Linked DNA regions of Oryctolagus cuniculus: region 2 is linked to region 1. Evidence: chromatin contacts called from public Hi-C data. All regions are on one chromosome and are shown on one strand. The core of a region is the stretch at or near the end of the contact, and the rest is flanking DNA. Distances in the headings are between cores, read along the strand shown. Region 1 has its middle 39 kb from the start of SHLD1. Region 2 holds the start of SHLD1 (shieldin complex subunit 1).

Evidence for each region. Hi-C and Micro-C count contacts between places; a contact is called where the count stands out from the background.
Region 2: a Hi-C map of liver shows a contact between it and region 1, with 2.5 times the contacts expected there. The contact joins the promoter of SHLD1 here to the enhancer-like site in region 1. A contact is called at or near these places in 2 of 6 Hi-C or Micro-C datasets (liver and psoas muscle).

What each region holds. Positions count from the first base shown.
Region 1 is chr11:30,615,462-30,619,638 of mOryCun1.1, forward strand. No RefSeq gene overlaps it. Among named protein-coding and RNA genes, the nearest start is that of SHLD1, 39 kb to the right of the region's middle. Within about 2 kb of position 2,895, at least 1 of the 8 cell types and tissues checked has an H3K27ac peak or open chromatin away from gene starts, as enhancers often do.
Region 2 is chr11:30,654,146-30,658,270 of mOryCun1.1, forward strand. It overlaps SHLD1 (shieldin complex subunit 1), which reads left to right and starts at 2,396. Exons shown (of 4, transcript XR_011379986.1): 1 at 2,396-2,451.

The DNA of each region.
Region 1 (4,177 bases), core at 1,645-4,144:
AGAATCCGGCGCCCCGAGCAGGACTAGAACCCGGTGTGCCAGCACCTCAAGGCAGAGGATTAGCCTAGTGAGCCGTGGCGCCGGCCTCAGCATGAATATAAATGCCAGTTAGATTACAAAGGAAAGGATTTCACAGTGAAGCTTATGAGGCAGAGGCGCTCTAACTGGCCTTGAAACCCTTCCTCTTCCTCCTGGGACCTGTGGATCACGTTTCCCAGGCTCCCTTGCAGTTGGAGCCATGGGACTATGTTCTGGTTAATGGACTTCCAGGCAAGGCTTCTAATAACCTCCCACAGGAGTGGGTGTTGAGCAGGAGTTGAACCTCCTGTGTTCATTCACATCACAGTGCATGTGTTCTACTCCTGGCTCCAGCTCCTGACTCCAGCTTCCTGCCAGTGCAGACCCTGGGAACTGGTAGGTGATAGCTCAAGAAATCGGTTTCCTGCCACTCTTGTGGGAGATCTGGATTGTGTTCCTGGCTCCTGGTTCCACCCCTTCGGCCATGGAAGGCATTTGGAGAGTGAACCAGAAAAGAAGAACTCTCTGCCTTTCAAAAAAACATTATTTTTTCCTTTAAAAAAAAAAAAACACACACACACACACAAACACACCCTTAGGGGCCTGCATCCCAAATGGGGACTGGTTTGTGTCCTGGCTGCTCCACTTCTGATCCAGCTCTCTGCTATGGCCTGGGAAAGCAGTGGAAGATGGCCCAAGTGCTTGGGCCCATGCACCCATGTGGGAGACCTGGGAAAAGCTCTTGGCTCCTGGCTTCTGATTGGTTCAGCTCTGACTGTTTCTAGCCATTTGGGGAGTGAATCAGCAGATAGAAGACATTCATCTCTGTCTCTCCCTCTATCTGTAATTCTACCTCTCAATCAATAAATAAGATCTTAAAAAAAAAAAAAAAAAAAAACCTGTAGACAGCCATCTTCCATGCTTTTATATCTTCTTCTTCTTTCTTTCTTTTTTTTTTTTTTTAAGATTTATTTATTTGAAAGGCAGAGTTAGAGAGACACGGAGAAAGAGCTCTTCCATCTGCTGGTTCACTCCCCAGATGGCTACAATGGTCAGGGCTAGGCCAGGCCAAAGTCAGGAGCCATGAGCTTCTTTCAGGTCCCCCAAGCAGGGGCTCAAGCACTTGGGCCATCCTCTGTTGTTTCCCAGGCACATTAGCAGGGAGCTGGATTGGAAATGGAGCAGTTGGGACCTGTAATCTCACATATTGATAAGTTCTCAAAAAAAAAAAAAAAAAAAAAAAGGGCCGGCGCCGCGGCTCACTAGGCTAATCCTCCGCCTAGCGGCGCCGGCACACCGGGTTCTAGTCCCGGTCGGGGCGCCGGATTCTGTCCCGGTTGCCCCTCTTCCAGGCCAGCCCTCTGCTGTGGCCAGGGAGTGCAGTGGAGGATGGCCCAGGTGCTTGGGCCCTGCACCCCATGGGAGACCAGGAAAAGCACCTGGCTCCTGGCTCCTGCCATCGGATCAGCGCGGTGCGCCGGCCGCAGCGCGCCGGCCGCGGCGGCCATTGGAGGGTGAACCAACGGCAAAAGGAAGACCTTTCTCTCTGTCTCTCTCTCTCACTGTCCACTCTGCCTGTCAAAAAAAAAAAATAAATAAAATAAATAAAAAAAAAATTAAAAAAAAAAAAAAAGATAAGTTCTGGGGACTGTAACATGGATACATCTTCAAGGGACTGTTGTTATTCTGCATGCCACACAAAACAGCCACAATTGCAATGAAATGGGCAGAGAAGTGGTCCCCCAAAGGAGAGAATATTGGGCAAAAAGCTCATGTTTGTATCATAGCCAAAGACTGAATGGGGTGTGTGCACCCATCTCGGAGCAGTTCATTTATACTTTTATTAAACATCTGTAACAGATATTTGCGATGTCCTGTGTTAGGTTACCACCACCCATCTGATTTCAGTGCATCATCGGTGGACAGCTCATGTGCTTTGCCAGCACTTTGATCAAGCATATGTAGAAACAGAGAAATGTTTTTCTCTTTAACTTTGTATTCATGTATTTACTTGAAAGGGAGGGAGAGAGGGTGGGGGGAAGGAGAGGGGGAGGGGGAGGGGGAGGGGGAGGGAGGAGATACTCCATCTGTAACAGCTATGACTGGGTCAGGCTGAAACCAGGAGCCCAGGACTCAGTCCAGGTCTGTCTTGTGGATGGCGGAGACTGAACTACTTGAGCCAACACCTGCTGCCTACAGGGTGTGCCTTAACGGGAAGCTGGAGTGGAAGCAGAGCTGGGGCTTGAACCTGGGGACTCTGACACGGGATGCAGGTGCCCACGCCAGGTGCCCTCCTTTATTTGCTTTCTCTAAGACAGTGGAAGGCGACTGAGCCAAATCCAGGCATGACCTGAGAGTGCAGGGGAGTTACCAGCCCAGGGTTCACGCTCATCCAATGGGATCAGTGGTTAGAAGCCGCAGTCTCCACCCTCTGGCAGTGCCTGTCCGAAGTCTCCAGGGTTCCTCAAAGGACTCAGCAGGCTGGAGCCCCAGTTGCCCGCAGCAGTAACCAGCTCATTAACACAATTTGTGTGCACTTTTCTCCCTTCTCTGTCTCATTCTCTCCAGTTTTATTTCCGCCTCCTGGGGTCACTTCCCAAATCAGGCTTGTGGGAAAGCCAAGTAAGAGCTCGGGGAAACCCAAGGAGACAGCACTTACCAACGATGATTTTTAGTGCCATCGTTGACTGCACGGTCTGCCTGTCCGTGTGAGCCCATGCGGCTTGTTTACAGGCATCTGCTTTCATGAGCCAGTGTTCATTGGTCGTGGGGCAAGGACCCACGACACACGAGTCATCTCCGGCTAATGAGCTTTCTCTGCATAACACACCATTCCTGCCACGTCCTTGGCTGGTTGTGAGATTCTAGCTCAGGCCATGTGGCTAGAGAACACGAGTATCTCTAGACACGATCCTATTGGGTCACGGCACCAGAACGCCCGTGTACCTCAAATCGGGAGGAAAGGCTGTCTGAGGTCATCCCCCCAGCCTTTCAGTTCAGGCTGAGGTCAGGGTTGTTTGTTTGAGTTCTGGCAACAACCCTGGGAATTTATTTACGTGCCAAAGGAAACACGAGGACGTGGACTCCAGAAACATTGTGCCCTGAGCTGCAGAGTGCAGCACACATAACCCAGGGAGAGACACCAGCACCCTGCTCTAGACCCAACACACGCATGCGTGCGCAATGACACTCGCGGAGTCACGCATCCTTTGTTGGCCAATGGGGATATCACCGAACCCGTGTAAACTAGAGGAGTTTCAGGGAGAAGGCAAGGCGCAGATATCAAGAAGTATTTTGTCTTACCTCTTGGGTAGTGCAGTACCCCCACATCCCACCCAGCCTGCTCCTGCCACCCCCCCCCCCAATATGCACCCCGCAGCCCTTCTGTTATGAATCTTGCCTCTGCCTCCTGGTGCACCCAGGGAGCTGGGGGTGGCATGCAGCACTCCCAGGCTGCCCCCAGGCTCCTCCTACTGTTGGGGAAGTTCTAGAGAGGTGAAGATTTGCGGGAGGGGGGGGGGGAGGGGGTTATTTTTCAGGAGCGCTTCCCGGGACAGCGCCTCTGGGAGAATCAGGAAAGGAGGATAGGGCGCATAGGGGAAGTTGGGTTTTCCCTAGTATGAGCCTCAGCTGATCGCACCTGGAGAGCTGGAGCGGGGTGGCTCCTCACTGTTGTCTCAAATGGCAGCCATCGGTCATTAGGCCCAAACTAGTCCCCGAAAGACCTCGTAGCCTGTGCCAAGGCAGCCTCTGGAGGCAGCTGTGGGGGAACACTTTGGTCTTGAAGAGGGGTCCGGGCAGGCACCACCACATTCCACACAACCACTCCTGTTAATGCCACCCTGATCTTTGAAAGAGGCTCCCGTCTCACCCCCACCTTCAGTGACCTTCAGCCTTCCCACGAAATGGGAAGAGCTGCTTCTACCTTGCAAATGCAGAGGGCTGGTGGCCCAAGGAAAACACAGTGGAAAATAAAACCCATTTGCATTTCCATAAATTACCCTAGCTCACAAATGGAGTCTTTTAGAGCCTTCAAACACTTTCCCAGACCTGGTCTTATTTGATCTTCACATAAATCCTTAACATTCACACTAATCATTAATTATTCACATTAAATGTAGTAGAATTAGGTCCCATTATACAGATGAAGAGGCTGAGG
Region 2 (4,125 bases), core at 1,146-3,645, 38 kb after region 1:
ATTTTCTGAGTCATTGGGCTGGGCTCTGGAATACAAACATGGGAAAAGATAGACCGGCTCCCTGCCCTCAAGATGTACAGTTCAGTGGGTAAGATGGAAAGGGCAAAGGAATTAGAGTGACCAAGGTAGAGGTCACTCTAATTAGAGGACAGTCAGCATTCCTGAGAGGGAGGAATAATTCCTATCTAACAAGCCGGAGGATCCCAAGGGAAGAATTCTCTCACACTGAGATCTGAAGGGTGAAAAGACCAAAGAACAGGAGAGAAGAATCTTCTTAAGGTGGTGGTGGTGGGGGGGGGGAGGTGATATGGGGAAATAGCACAGCGAGGAGAGAGGACAAGCCTGGGGCATTTAAGGAAAAGGCAACAGTGTATAGTGGAAGGGAAGGCTCTGGGATAGTGTAAGGAGACAAGGGTGGGGGCTTCTAAATCTTGTTAAGAAGCTTGGGCTTTCGTCTAAGAGCACAGGAGTGGTGTACTTAAAATTCCACATAAAAAAAAAGATAACTCTGGGCTGATGCTGTGAAGTAGTGGGTAAAGCTGCCACCTGCAGAGCCAGCATCCCTTATAGGCACAGTTTGAATCCCAGCTGCTCCACTTGTGATTCAACTCCCTACTAATGTGGTTGGAAAACAGTAGAGGGTGGCCCAAGTGCTTGGGCCCCTGCACCTGCATAGGAGCCCCGGAAGAAGCTCCTGGTTCCTGGCTTTGGATCAGCTCAGCTCCAGACATTGCAGCCATTTGGGGAGTGAAGCAGCAGATGGAAGACCTCTCTCTGCCTCTCCTTCTCTCTGTCTGTAACTCTGCCTCTCAAGCAGATAAATAAATCTTTAAAAAAAAATCTCTTTGTTGCTTTGCCTTTCAAATAAATAAATAAATAAATCTTTTAATAAGGGGCCAGTGCCGTGGCTCACTTGGTTAATCCTCCGCCAGTGGGGCCGGCATCCCATATGGGCGCTGGGTTCTAGTCCTTGTTGCTCCTCTTCCAGTCCAGCTCTCTGCTGTGGCCCAGGAGGGCAGTGGAGGATGGCTCAGGTGCTTGGGCTCCTGCACCAGCATGGGAGACCAGGAGGAAGCACCTGGCTCCTGGCTTCAGATTGGCATAGCTATAGCCGTGGCGGCCATTTGGGGGGTGAACCAACAGAAGGAAGACGCTTCTCTCTGTCTCTCTCTCTCACTGTCTATAACTCTACCTGTCAAAAAAAAAGTTATCTAAAGTGCAAGACTCCTAATTTTGGGGTGTAATCCAAATGTGGGATCTATAGGAGGCTATCAGTATATATGACTCTTTCAGGAAGGTAGTGAAATGGGGAAAAAAGAGAAACCCTCAGTCTTGTGGAATGAAGTTTATGGAAAATCATTGTTTTGGAAGCACTGACAGCACTAAACCCCAGGGATCAGAGCAAACCAGCACGGGGCCATTCATGATAAGTGCTAAGCAATCAAACTTCCCTTGGGAAAGGAGTCAGTCTCCAAGACACTGAAAATTCCAGTCAACCTGAGTCAGTGTAATAAGGAAGTCCCCACAGTCTTAAACACACAAGGAAAGTAATTTTGCTGTTTTTTTTTTTTTTCCTATTTTCTTCAGTCTTTTAAGCCAACCTCCTCTGCTTAGTGCTTTGGGGCACTACTTATCAAGATGAAGGTTTTTTTTTTTCTTTTTTTTTTCTTTTTTAAAGATTTATTTACTTGTTTGAAAGGCAGAATTACAAGAGAGGCAGAGACAGAGAGAGGTCTTTCATCTGCTGGTTCATTCACCAGATGGCCAGAACTGCGCCAATCTGGAGCCAGGAGCCAGGAGCCAGGAACCAGGAGCTTCTTCCGGGTCTCCCACATGGGTGCAGGGGTCTAAGGACTTGGGCTATCTTCTACTGCTTTCCCAGGCCATAGCAGAGAGCTGGAATGGAAGTGGAGCAGATGGGACTCGAACTGGTGTCCACATGGAATGCCAGCACTGAAGGCGGCAGCTTTACCTACTACACCACAGCACGGGCCCCACAGATAAAGTTGTTATAGTTTTGTCTTTCCACAGTCCTTTCTCTGTGGTACTTCAGTTCTGGCAGTTGTGAACAGCTTCCTGGAAGCATAAATATATTAAAATATTTCCAACCTCTGTTAATTTATTTATAATGTAATATTTATGTATAATAACGTATTTATAACGTAATATTTAAATTTCAAAAATATTTACAAATATTTTTCCTGTTCCTTTGGTGCTTACCAAGCACACTTATCAATAAGCCTCCTCTAGAAATTGCCTAAATAACCACGGGCCGCAAATTTCACTGGCCTCGCAAGTGCCCTCAGTTAAGATGGCCGCGCCTGCTTGCTATTATTCTTGCCTGCCCACAGCAAGGATGGTTCCGGGGACATTTTTTTTCAAATCTTTCTTTTCCCAAAACAATGATGGCGTCTCCACTTCCGGTTCCGGTCTCTTGCTGTTGGCAGCGCGGTGAGTGTTAATTGTAGCCTGACGCATTTTCTGTGCCAGATTTCAGTGGACTGGGGAGTGCCCAGGGAAGGGGGCCGGGAGGAGGTCGCTGCGATGTGTCCCATTCTCTCAGAATAGCGAAGACATGGCGGCTTCCCCTGGCTCACGATCATTTCCCGCCGGCTCCTCAGCCCCCTCCGCCCCTGCACTTGGCCGCTGCAGCTTCCCCTTTGGGGAATCTCCGGAATTCACAGGCGCTGGGTCTGGATTAGATTCCGTTCCTCTTCTTTTTTTTTTTTAAACAGCTTTTTTGAGGAATTTCTCTTCACATGCTGTAAGGTTTCCTCATTCAGAATGTAAAATCCAGTGAGTTTTTGTACAGAGTTGTGCAGCCTTTCCAATTTTAGAATATTTTCCATCACCCCAAATAAATCCCCACCCATTAGCGGTCACTGTCCGCTCATCACGACCCCTCAGTGCTAAACAGCAACTGATCTATTTTCTGTCGGTATAGATTTGCCGATTTGGGCAAACAGAATCATGCATTGTGTGGCTGGCTCCTTTCTCTGAGGGTAATGTTTTTAATTGTCATAATGGCAAGTATCAGAACTTCATTCCTTTATTACTGAAAACTGTTTCAATTAATGAATGTACTATATCTTGTTTATCTATTAATCAGTCAATGGATATTTGGACTACTTTCTCTTATTGTCTATTATGAAGAAAGTAGCTAAGAGTGTGCAGTTATCTTGTGGCCATATGTTTTAATTTCTCTTCGGCAAACACCTAGGAGTAGAATTGTCAGATCAAAGTGTAACTCTGTGTTTAGCCTTTTGAAGAACTGCCAAACTATTTTCCAAAGTGCCTGCATCATTTCATGTGTTTGTACTCAGATACACATTTGTCCAGTGTTGAAAGCCTGGCCTCCCTCCTTTAAATCGTCTTGGCTCCCTGTGGAAAATGAGTTGACCATAACTGTAAGAGTTTACTTTAGACTTAGTTCTGTTCCATCGATCTATAAGCCTATCCTCATGCCAGTACCACACAGTAACTGTAGTTTTATAGTAGGTTTTGAAATCAGAAAATAAGACTCTTAAGTTTGTTCGTTTTAAAGATTGTTTTGGCTACTTTGGGCCCCTTACATTTCCACTGAATTTTTTAAAATAAAGATTTATTTATTTGAAAAGCAGAACAACAGAGAGAAGGGGAGAGACAGAGACATCTGCCATCTGATTCACTCCCCAAAAGTCTGCGGCAGCCAGGGCAGGACCAGACCAAAGCCAGGAACCTGGAGCATAAATCTGGGTCTCCCACATGAATGGCAGGGACCCCCATACTTGAACCACCATCTACTGCCTCTCAGTGCATTAGCAGAAAGTAGTATCGGAAGCAGAGGAGCTGGGACTTGAACCAAGCACTTCATCATGGGATGTGGGTGCCACAAGTGGCGACTTGGTCACTGTGCCAAACACCTGCTCTGCCATTGAACTTTTGGAACAGTTTTGTCAATCTCTGGGAAAAAAAAAAAACCCTGAGATATTGATAAAAATTGCAGTGATCATTTTAGGAATATTGCTGACTTAAAACATTAAGTTGTCAGATCTGTGAACATACAATGGTTTTCCATTCATTTAGGTCTTTAATTTTGAGCATCTTTTTTAGTTTTCAGTGTACCTTTTATTTAATATATTCTTA